4 separate regions of the Sus scrofa genome follow, and all the other regions are linked to region 4. Evidence: chromatin contacts called from public HiChIP or PLAC-seq data. All regions are on one chromosome and are shown on one strand. The core of a region is the stretch at or near the end of the contact, and the rest is flanking DNA. Distances in the headings are between cores, read along the strand shown. Region 1 holds the start of TMOD3 (tropomodulin 3). Region 2 holds the start of MYO5A (unconventional myosin-Va). Region 3 holds the start of LEO1 (RNA polymerase-associated protein LEO1). Region 4 holds the start of GNB5 (guanine nucleotide-binding protein subunit beta-5).

Region 1 (2,700 bases), core at 176-2,675, 400 kb before region 4:
GGAGTAATGCCCCAGAGGTGTAGCAGGAACTCACAAGAGACTTCTTAGTTAGCCACAATACCTATATATTAACTTGTAATGAAATACAGAACTATCAAATGAATCCAGATATTCAGTTCATCCGGTCAGAGTACCATCTCCCTGGATTGAGTTTGAGAAACATGGTCACAGATGATCTTACTTAATGTGGTAATATTTAGGATATACATTAGTCTGATCAACAGTGGAAAGTATGCTAAAATTTGAATCAGGCTATCTGTTTTTCATTTCTGTATCTCCAGTTACTGGCTGTGTGACCTTTTACAGCTTACTTAATTTTTCTCATCTGTAGAAATGGAGAATACTAATATAGTCTTTGTAGGGTTGTTTATAGGATTGGATGAGCTATTATAAATGGAGTGCTGGCAAAATTCTAGCTATTATAAATGGAGTGCTGGCACAATTCTTGGTGTGGGTTAAGTATTCAATAAATATTAGTTGAACCTGAATGTGGAATTGTGTAGGAAATTGCTCTCAGGTGTTATCTCCAAAAATATTTGAGAAACTGATTCACACTAAGATGCTATAAAAAATAAGATGCAATGGCAACCAAGAGTATTTGCATTTAGGAGGTTTTTTTTTTTTCCCCCTGAAAAAACCCACATCATTGGTGATCTTTATTGCTGGAATTAGTGGATGCTAATTGCATGAAATTCCAGGGTATTTATCTCGGGTGCTCCTTGCTCTGAGGAGTAAATAGCAGCAGAGTCTTAACCATTAATCTGCTCCCGCACTGGGTGTAGCTGGAACGTATCTTAAGCAGGCACTTGAGTTCTCTAATTGGCTGCATTTTTGAGGTGTATCAAAGTTGAACATTACACCTGAGAATGCAAGAATGGGATGGGATGGAAACTGATCACTGCGACATCATCCTGGCTGCAAACCTAAGGAAATCACAAGGGTCACTATACTCTTAAGGTGACATCCGCCTGATTTATGTCACTCTCGTGCCTTAGCCTTTATTTGTTTCCTTTTCTATCAGTTTTTCATAATAAGTTTAAAGGGCTCCATGTCTTGTCCTCCCATTAGCAACCTAGGGTTTAAGTCCTGCGGTGTGTGCCTTTTGACTAAAAATCAAAGTGAAGAGGAAATCTGTACTAAGGAACCCCTAGTTGACGTATAAAGCTCCCAAAGGGTCGAAGGTAGATAATTCTACGAGTAGAGAGAGTTTTATCAGACTAGTGTAAGGCTTGACATCTGCAGCTGCTTCAAAGTTCCACACACAGTAAAGCCCAAGATCTGCGCTGAGCCTCGCCCTCCTGGCTTGAACTACAGCTCCCAGGATGCTCCGCGATTTGGGAGTGCGCGCGCGCGTCGGCGGTGGAGTGGGAACCAGCGCCGTCGAGTTGGGGGAGCTTCTGGCGGGTGGATCCGACAACTCCCCGGGAGGCGGACGCAGGCGGACCGGCGGGTACTGGGAGCTGAGCGGCAAGCAGTCCCCGCGGGTCTGTGAAGGAGGTCGGTGGCTTCAGCGGGCGCTAGGCAGGTAAGCCAAGACCGATGCTTTCCAGGAAGTCCGTCTGCGGGCGCCGGCAGTGTGTCGTACCAGCCATGGTGGCTGAGGAGGGAGAGGTTGCTGTCTTCCAGCAGCGCGGCTCGAATCTCGTTCGCTCCCAATCCCTGTCCGGTAGCGAGAGGACGCTGGGGCTGCTTCGGGGCAAAAGGGCCAGGGCAGGATCCGCAGGACGCGCTGGGCGTCGCCCGTGGTGGAGGCGCGCGAAGACAGATTTGCGATGAATCACTCCCCGGCCCGGCCTCGCCGGGTTCGGGACTGGCCCCTTCCCCTCCCGGCTGGAGCCCGCGCCGGCCGTGGCTGTGAGAACTCGAAGTGCTTATCCGCCCCATCCATCCCACCCAGGCTTACTAGCCGGCGACTAGCGTCTGAAGGTTTTTTTCACCGAGTCTCCTTCAAAGACTTCTGCTTAGTGAGTTGGAAAGAAGAAGAAAAAAAGAAGGGCACACCCTTTTCTTTTTTTTTTAATTTAATTGAAATCTTTCTTGTCTTGCGTTCGCCGTTTTGAACTATCTGCTCTTAGAATAGATTCCTGGCTCCTGTGCAGCACAGCTGGACCCGGCTGTGAAGTTTGTATGTTGGTTTGTTTTGAGGACGTGACTGGGTCGTTATTTTTGCTTACAGAAGTGGTGTGTTTCCTCTGCAAGCCTGCATTCTGATTACAAACGAATGAGAAACAGCCGCAGGGGGCTTTTTGTTTTGTTTTTTGGATTTTGGGGGTTTTTAATGTTTAGTTAAGAATCGCATTTCCAACTTGTCCTTGGCTTCCCTTAAAACCAAAAGTCATCTGGTAATGAATACTGCAGTAAAACTTAGCCCAGGAGGTCATACTTGAACAGGAAATAAGCCTGTGGAGATTTAGGTTAGTTATGTGCGGTCTGCCTTGGTTTGTAACATTTTAATGTGGCTCATGTTTCTTTTTCTGAGAATCCTTCAGATTAATTTTTCAGTAAATAAAATTGCTAATTGGTCTGTTACAAAAATGTATCAGGCTTAGAAAAATAGTCTTGTCCAGCCTCATTTACCTTTGCTAGTAAGTTCTTCCTAGTCCTAGGCCTTTTTTTTTTTTTTTTTTTTTTTTTTACCCTATTACTTAAGAGCTCACAGTCATTTTATAATACTTAGAATCACCTTTCTAACACATTCCT
Region 2 (2,700 bases), core at 19-2,518, 380 kb after region 4:
ACCTCTTCCTTCAATAACATGCTGCAACTTGGGCCCAGGGCTTGCTTGGGTAATATTTGGATACAAGGATTCTTGGACCCTAAATGTAGACGCTGTTGCAAATGCCAACTTGAAAAGTTAAGGCAATTCTGTTAACCGGAATTAGAGGTAGTTAACAGCTGGCAAAACACCTACTACCTACAAGGGAGTGAAAGTGTAAAATGCCATGACAACACAGTCACAAAGGACATTACACTGTCTTGAAGGTATGGTTCTCCAAAACATGCCATTCAGATATTACCAGCCCCAGAGAATACTAGCGTCAGTATAAGAAAGAAAGGCTGCTACTTCCCTTAAACTAAACCCAGGAGGAGAAGGCTCGCCGCAGAGGTTGGTGAAGACATGGAGCCTAACAAGGCTCTAAGGGATTATACGCAGGTTGCAAACTCCCAGTGACAAATGAATGCCGACCATTCTATTCTAGTCCGTGAATCAGCTCGCGTTTGTTCCGCCGCCTGCTCCCCAAGGGCCCTCCACCCCAGGGTAAAAATCTGAAACCAGGCAACTAAAGGTGAAAACTGGCGAAAGATTCTAAATCTCACACAGAAAGGTTGGCTGGCGGTAGAAGTGGCACCGCATACCAACACAAGACGTTATTTTAAGCGCGTGTCCCCAAGGGAGGGACCGACCAGATCTAGCATCTCCCACAAGCCAGCATTTTTCCTAAAGCAAGACGGAAGGCTGAGCAATCTTGACCCAGGCCCGCCCTACTAAATCCACACGGGTTCCCTTAGAAATCCGCACTGCTCGAAGCCCAAGAAGCTTGGCAGGGGCCAGAGAGGCACCCGAGGCAGGCCTCCTCCGCCTTAATCATCAACGACTGAACGAGGAAGGCGCTTTCGCCGGCTGGCGGCCGGCGAGCAGGGCCAAGGGTTTTGAAATGCTCGGAAAGGGGTGGTACCGGCCCAGCAAAACCGGGTCCTCAAGCCCCATGCCCCTCCCCAGTATGACAGCTGGCGGCGTGGGTCCGCGGGGTCCCCTCCCCACAGCGCGACTCGCGGGGCGCCTTACCTTTGTGTAGAGCTCGGACGCGGCCATGGCGGGCCCCGCGGCGCCGACGCCCCCCAGTCCGTGCGGAGGCCGCACCTCGCCTGGGCGGCCGCCCGCGCCGACTAGGAAGCGCCCAGGCTGCCTCCGGCAGCGAGCAGGGCAGGGCCGGGGCGGGCCGCGCCGGGCGGGGCCGGGTGGGGCGGGGCGGGGCCCCTCAGACGCAGGCGGCCCGTGGGGGCCTCGCCATCACTCCCGGGCTCGCCGCGAGTAGTGCCGCGCGCTCGGCGCGCCCGGGGTCCTCGGGGTCGCCACCGCAGCCACCCTGGCGGACGGTGATGCTGCCGCCGCCGCCGCCGCCCTGTGCATTGTGGGAGCGGGAGGAGGCTGCGCTCCCGCGCTACCACCTCGGCTGCTCCGGGTTCTCTCCAGCTCACGCTGCCTCCCATCGGCTGCGGGCACCGAGCATCAGCAGCCTGCCACCCAGCGTCGTCGCCGCCGCCGCCTCCCGCGCTGCCGAGACCCAGAAGCCCGCCCTAGGACACCTGCCGGTTGCACACCCGTCCCGGGGGGCATGTCGTCCCCTGGACTCCCTCGATCCCAAGCGAGCCCTGGACTGTGACAGCTCAGCCCTGAGAAGGTTGGTGTCACTGAAGGAGTCCAGGGAAAAGGCTAGGAGTCTCCAGGCTGCTTCACCTGTGCTTCCAAACATTTCTAGGGAAATGATTTGGGGCGAGATTTCTTGGAAGGCCATAGAATAACTTAGAATTCCAGAAGAGCCTTGTTAGCAGTATAGAAGTCTAGGAGTGAGCAAGGAACGGGATAATGAGAGAATAACCAAGGTCACCCCAAAGATGACTGCACCCCTCGGCATCTGCAGTAGGGTCGTTTCTTGATGCAGGATCGTATGGGCCTGTTTTAAGCTGCAGAGATATAAGTGCGCCTTGTAACAAGATGCGCAAAGGAGGCAGCCCTGGAGCCTCTTTTGCTTCCAGGCCTGTGCCTAGTGGTGCCACTACCTTTCTGCCCCGGCCCTTTCTCTATCTAATCGTTGTTATCCTTGCACTTTGAGCACAAGAATGTGATCTTTCCGCCCCCCCCCGCCCATGCTGTCTTCACATATACCTGCTCCCAAGTCACACTTTCATTCTGGCTTGGCTAATGGTCATAATTTTTCAACCTCTTTTTAATGTGCTCATGTGATACCCAGTGCCATTCCTGGGAATCTGGCATGGTTTCTATCAAGACCACCTCTCAAGGCTAGCCCCCTTGGTAGTGTGTGTATCCTGCATGTGTATTTGAAGGGAGAGCACTGATGAGGGGGACACTTGGGTCAAGTGCTCCCTGGAACTCAGGTCTCGCCTCCCCTTACTCACTGCCCACAATCTTTTCAGAGATGCCAGAGGAATAGCTACAGAATCCTGCAGAATTCTTTGTACTTTCCATTCTAAAGCCATGTATCTTTCACGTTTTTACATCCTATCTTTTCTTTGCCCAGACATACAAAAGAGGAAACCATGCAGCTATGAGCAGTACACCAGAAAGGGCACTGGATTGAGATTTAAGAATTTTGAACTCTATCTCTTGAGTTTCTTCATGCTTTGTGTATTGACTATTTTTTTACCCTCCTGATAGTACCTACCTCCATGAACTGTTGAGAAATGCTGAGTATGC
Region 3 (2,700 bases), core at 179-2,678, 260 kb before region 4:
ATCTAACTATTGCTTCTACCCATCCAATTATTTATCAAGTATCAAGTATGCATTAGTACTGATGTCAGGTGGAGGTAGGGTGGGGATGATCTTTTCATCATTATATCCCCTACACCTAGCAAAGTAGCTGGAACATGACAGGGGATTTGTAAATGCTGAATGAATGAACAACTTCAAGGAAGCAAGTTGGGAGGGTTCACATAGATCTGTGCCTTGAAGGGTGAATGGGATATGGACAAGTACAGATGAGGGGAAAAAAAAAAAAAACAAAAAAACATTGGCAAACCACATGGAACAAATACACAAAGCTCTATACTTCCAGACTTATCCTGACCAGAACCTTGAGGATACCCATTCTGGTAGAGCCCTCACACTAGACTTCCACCTGGTGCTCCCCTGATTATAAAAAGTATGAATAAATTGGAGTCAGAGAAAGAAAAAAAACAACCACAACAAGCACTATGCTAAGGAAAAAAGTAGATACAGTACTTTGAGCTTAGCGAGTTTTAAGAATGCTGAACTTGTTCCTGGGCCCCTTCTCGCTTCAAAGACCTCCTATTACTATCTCAAACTCAAATAGCTCGTCTTTGTGCCAGAAAGACTTCCTTGCACAATAAAACCTACCTTCATTAATTCATTTCATCAACAAATCCTTCATCCTTTCCCTCCAAACACAGAGCTCATATGTTCCCCAAGTTTAATATCACAGACAAATTCTAGAGTTTCTGCACAGATTCTCGGAGAACACATTATTTCCTGCAAGTAATGCCCTACCCCGGTATCCTTCCCAATCTTCTCATCCAGACATCTCAAACTCCCCATCACGCCACTCTCTGGTTTCGTTTCAGGAGAGCATCTGAGCCCCTCTAAAAATTCGTCCGGCCTATTCCCATATTCCTGAAGACCTAATTTCCATTCATTTACAACTGCCCTTACTCTGCGCTGGCCGGTGCAAGGCAGGACACAGCAGGGCTCCGAGGTTCCTTCTCTGGCTGTGCTAGCTCACCGGGCCTCCATCCCTGCCCCGCGCCCCCTTCGCTCCACATGCCCAGCTTGCTCCACGGACACCAAGAGCCTCGAGGCGCACGCTCTGCGTCTGTCCCTTCACTCCTGTCCTCCAGGGTAGGCTGGCACCGCCGGGAGTGCAGGGAGCGCTAAGGCAGGAGTGGAGGAAGTGCTACCACTCGCCCTCAGCGCCCGAGCGTTCGCACAACCGGAACTGGACTGCTGTCTGGCTCCCGTCGCAGAAGGCCCGCCACGGTCGCCTCCACCAAAGCCCAACCAAATCCACCTTTACGCTCAGCATCACTGTCGACGTCGCTCCCGAAAAGGTCCTCCATATCCGCCATTGCCGCGCACGTCCGCTGCTGTCTTCACTGGGGGTGGCTTCGCGACTGTCTTTACGGCACGGAAACAACGAGTTGCGACAGTGTCGCAAAAGATTCGCTAAAAGTCTGCTTTCCTTCGGTGAACTAGTTTTCGTGTGCTCTGTGAACCTGTGCTTGTCCAATCTCCTAAGCGTATAGACCACGCATTTTCGTCAAGATCTGTTCTTATTCCCGAGGATTCTCACCCGGGGAACGTCCTGTCTGCGTGTCAGTGGAGCGGGAAGCGCTTAGGTTCTCCCGGGAAAGGCCTGGGGCCGTGTTAAACCTGCCCTGAGTCAGGTCTGGAGTCCTTTGTTTCATACTGACGAAGTGTTCTCAAATTGTTGCAAACTCTATAAAGGGTCGTTATGTGGGTTATATTCTATTGCTATTTACTGTATTAGTAATTAAGGCAGAGGTATTTTTAAAATCGTTTAAAAATAGTAAACAGGTTAACATAACTAGAGTTTTTAAATTTTAAGTGACTTTTTTTCAAAAAAAAAAAATGAGTGGAATTGTTCTACAGTTTTGGAAAAGTCTTCAGTATCTGTCTTAAAACAACTGAGTTCTCATAACTACTCTGCACTGATTCTATTGAGAAAGGCCTTGGTTGAAGCCTATGAAGAAAATGAGGTCTCTCACGTGTGTGTGTGATCGGGAAAGGGACGGTCTCTCCTACCCCTAAAAGGGTCTTCCTCGGACTGCTCTTTGAAGACTGCATGCAGGCTTAGAACAGTGTATCTCAAACATCAAAAATGTCCCATCTTAACCCAGTACACACTTTTGTGCATAAAATTAAATACTTCACAAAACAATACATACTACTAAGATTTAGTCTTGAGATTTCCTATTCTCTTTTACTTTATTCTCTTGCAGCTTTTGTTTTTAATGATGACAGGCAGTGCATCACTTAATTGATTTCATGATTTACTAATTAATTGCAACCCGTAGCTAGAAAAACCCTATTCAGAGGCTTCTTGTTTATTTTTTCTGAAAAAAAGTTTGATTTTGCTATGAAATGTGGCTATGATTGTACATTATCAAATCAGACAGTACTAGAATTTTCCTAAAAGGTCAGTGCTAGATAAACCCTCTTGCTTTTATAAAATTTCAAAGAACTGAAGGGACTTGCACATACGAAACAACTACGTCATTTTCAGGAAACTTAAATATTAGTTTTCAAGAATGTACATCCTGTGTTAAAGTATTATCTGTCTAGATCAATATAAGGATTTTAATCTTGGACAGCAACAGTGGATTTTTAGTTTGGAAATTTTGAGGCATTATTTTTGTTGCAAATAGGAGTGCCTGACAAGGTTCAAATGGGCAAGAA
Region 4 (2,700 bases), core at 19-2,518:
CTAAATGTTTCTCTTTCCCTATCTGGCCCTCCATTCTCAAGGAGAGGGAGCAGATTGAAAAAGTGAGCTTTTAAATCAGAGTCTGGTTTCTTGCAAAAGCAAAACTGAGAAATGACGGAGAAAGCCAAATGATTATAAAACAAAACAGTAGTTGACCCTAGGCCGCGTCCGCAAGGGCTCACTGTGCATGCCTCCAATGAAAACCCCCTCCACCCTGTTCCGCTTGAGAAGGGCATGAATGCAACCAGTTTTCATCTTCCAGGCAGGTGATGACGGAAACTGGTCCTACGATCCTTGGCAGGAGGGCAGCGGCCAGAGGCTGCTGCCACCCGGTTCCCCCTGCCCACAGGCGGGCTGGTCTCCGCTAGCGGTCTGGGGCTCTAGGAGGTGCCCAGGGCCTGCGAGGGTCGGGCTCGAGCCCCCTACCGGCGCGTCCCAGCGCTGGGCCGCTACCCAAGCCTATTCTGATGCTCCGGCACTGGGGCCCTCATCCAGGCCATGGCGCGGGCCTGGCTCCAGCCCGGGGCCCAGGCCGCCACCCTCCATCCTCTTCCTCACCAACTCCCCATCCCCCGAGGGAGCCGGAGCCAGTCTTGTTTCCTCCGCCCGCCCCTCGGCGCGCAGCCCCCGCCCCGGCCCGCACTCACGCTCCACGTCGTGCAGCTTGGCCCGCTCCTCCTCCAGTTTGCCCTTGAGGCTCTCGGCCTCGCTCTTGAGCGACGCCAGCGTCTCGTTCTCATGCAGCCCGTCGGTTGCCATCTTCGCGCGGGGACGCGGCGGGCAGGGAAACCGGGATGCGAGTTAGCGGGCGACGGAGGCCCGTGCGGCGAGCGGGCGCCGAGCCGCCAGCGGCGCAGCTCCAGCCGCCTCCCGGAGCGCGCCCCGCCCTCCCGCGCTGACGCTGGCAGCTGCGAGCCGGGCGGCGGCGGCGGCGGCAGGTCGCCCTCCCGCCTCACCTTCGCCTGCCGCGCTAGCGGGCCCTTGTGCTCCCTCCGCGCCCCGGGTCCCCGGCCGCGCGCCCCTGCGCGTTGCCCCGGAGAGGCTCGCTTGATGCGCACTTAGGGCCAAGCTGGGATTTAAACCAGGGACTGCCCGGCCTTTGGGAGTTTGGCGAAGTCGCAGGAACACAGCCCTTCCAACACCCCTTTCCCTCACTCGCCGCCCAGATCTCCTCTCCTTGGGACTTTAGACGCTGCCCAGTGGCTTCGTATGGCAGAGAGCGGACGGGAGAGGAGAGGACGAGGGGCCCTGGCTCTCACCATTGGTACCCTGTCTGAACCTCGGTAGCTCTGATGCTCCCCCTACAACAAACCGTAAACTTTCCTTTTTTGTTGGCTTAAATATACAAAGATAAAGCTAATTCTGGCTTCTGAGAAGCTCTGGAGTCTTTGCCCCTTCTTGCTTTTGCTTTTCCTTTTTTCACCCGTGAATTAAGTCCCTGGCCTGGGGGCTCATGAGGACGTGGTGTTGGGGGCAGGGACACACAGGGCCCAGACTCAAGGCTTCTGAGCACCGTGTCCAGTGATCTCAGGTCACTTCTGAGGCAGCACCTCACCTTACAATGAAGGGTTGCTACGATTCCCTCGAGGAAGTAAATGAGTGACTTTGTGGCAAAAAGAGTATGTGCTCTTTCCAATTCCTTATAATAGCAGGCACTGTTCAGGTGCTTTACGTGAATAACTCACAATAGCCACCCTGAATGGGCACTATTATCACCCCCATTTTATAAATGAAAAAGATTAAATGATTTGCCTGCCTCACACTCTTAGAAACAGTTTCAGAGTTCTTAGAAAAAGTTAAACACACAGGCTTTGTCTAGATCAGACTGCCTGTGAGTAAATCCTGGTTGTGCTGTGTGGCCTTGAGCGGCTTACTTGACTTTTCTGTGTCTCAGGCTCCTCCTCTGTAAATCGGGATAACATCTTCCTCAGAGGGTTTTCATTCAGAGGGGATGCATGGCACACAGTATATGCTCCTGGTTATTAAGGCTGCCTGGTACACTTGAGCAATTTCACAGGAAGTAATTTAAATGAGACACTAGGTCATGGGGGACACTTCTCACAAGGGTCATCTCAAAAGGCCTGGGAAAAGCAGCATCCTCTCATCACCTCCTCAGGCTGGTGCTCCGTGGACCACCATGGTATGTGTGTGCCTTGCCTGAGGGTCTGCCTGTTTATGAGGACCTGGGGTGGGTGGAGCTTCATACTGGTGTGTGCCATCCTCTGAAGAGTCTCTGTTTAAGATAACCCCCAAATATCCTCCAACCTGGAGAGTTTGCCATCCAGAGACAAGGCCATGTAACTTTTTTTAATGGCTGGCAAAGCTTGTGAAGTGCCTTTCTGTACTTTGGTGTTCACTGTTTTTACAAGTGAGACAGCTGAAAGTCAGAAAAGTTGAATCTACATATCAGTAGTGGTGGAGTTATAGGGTTGCCACCATGCATAAAAAGTGTCCACTGGGGGCTGTCTACAAAACTCCAAACACCTGGATTAAAAATTTAGCTGCCAGCCATTTGGATGTTTCTGCAGCCAGAGGAATCTGTCCAAGTATTTGGGAGCATCAAGTGCTTGCAGTGGTGCAGCATCAAGTGCTGGCAACAGTCTCAAAGGAACATCTCCATCCAGGGTTCTGACCTGGAAAGAATCTGTGAAGCTGCAGAGGACCTGACATCTGGGAATCTGGGCTTCTTCTGTCCATAGA

The links. HiChIP or PLAC-seq counts read pairs in DNA pulled down with a chosen protein or histone mark.
Region 1: an H3K27ac HiChIP or PLAC-seq map of alveolar macrophages shows a contact between it and region 4. The contact joins the promoter of TMOD3 here to the promoter of GNB5 in region 4. A contact is called at or near these places in 2 of 5 promoter capture datasets (fetal liver and liver) and 2 of 2 datasets of contacts at active chromatin or transcription factors (alveolar macrophages and skeletal muscle).
Region 2: an H3K27ac HiChIP or PLAC-seq map of alveolar macrophages shows a contact between it and region 4. The contact joins the promoter of MYO5A here to the promoter of GNB5 in region 4. A contact is called at or near these places in 2 of 2 datasets of contacts at active chromatin or transcription factors (alveolar macrophages and skeletal muscle).
Region 3: an H3K27ac HiChIP or PLAC-seq map of alveolar macrophages shows a contact between it and region 4. The contact joins the promoter of LEO1 here to the promoter of GNB5 in region 4. A contact is called at or near these places in 1 of 47 Hi-C or Micro-C datasets (fetal heart ventricle) and 1 of 2 datasets of contacts at active chromatin or transcription factors (alveolar macrophages).

What each region holds. Positions count from the first base shown.
Region 1 is chr1:119,947,520-119,950,219 of Sscrofa11.1, reverse strand. TMOD3 (tropomodulin 3) reads left to right here and starts at 1,425. Exons shown (of 10, transcript NM_214294.1): 1 at 1,425-1,525.
Region 2 is chr1:119,164,319-119,167,018 of Sscrofa11.1, reverse strand. MYO5A (unconventional myosin-Va) reads right to left here and starts at 1,268. Exons shown (of 42, transcript XM_001926768.7): 1 at 1,051-1,268. The coding sequence starts at 1,077.
Region 3 is chr1:119,803,720-119,806,419 of Sscrofa11.1, reverse strand. It overlaps LEO1 (RNA polymerase-associated protein LEO1), which reads right to left and starts at 1,428. Exons shown (of 12, transcript XM_003121504.4): 1 at 1,292-1,428. The coding sequence starts at 1,349.
Region 4 is chr1:119,543,950-119,546,649 of Sscrofa11.1, reverse strand. It overlaps GNB5 (guanine nucleotide-binding protein subunit beta-5), which reads right to left and starts at 1,268. Exons shown (of 11, transcript XM_001924730.4): 1 at 648-1,268. The coding sequence starts at 759.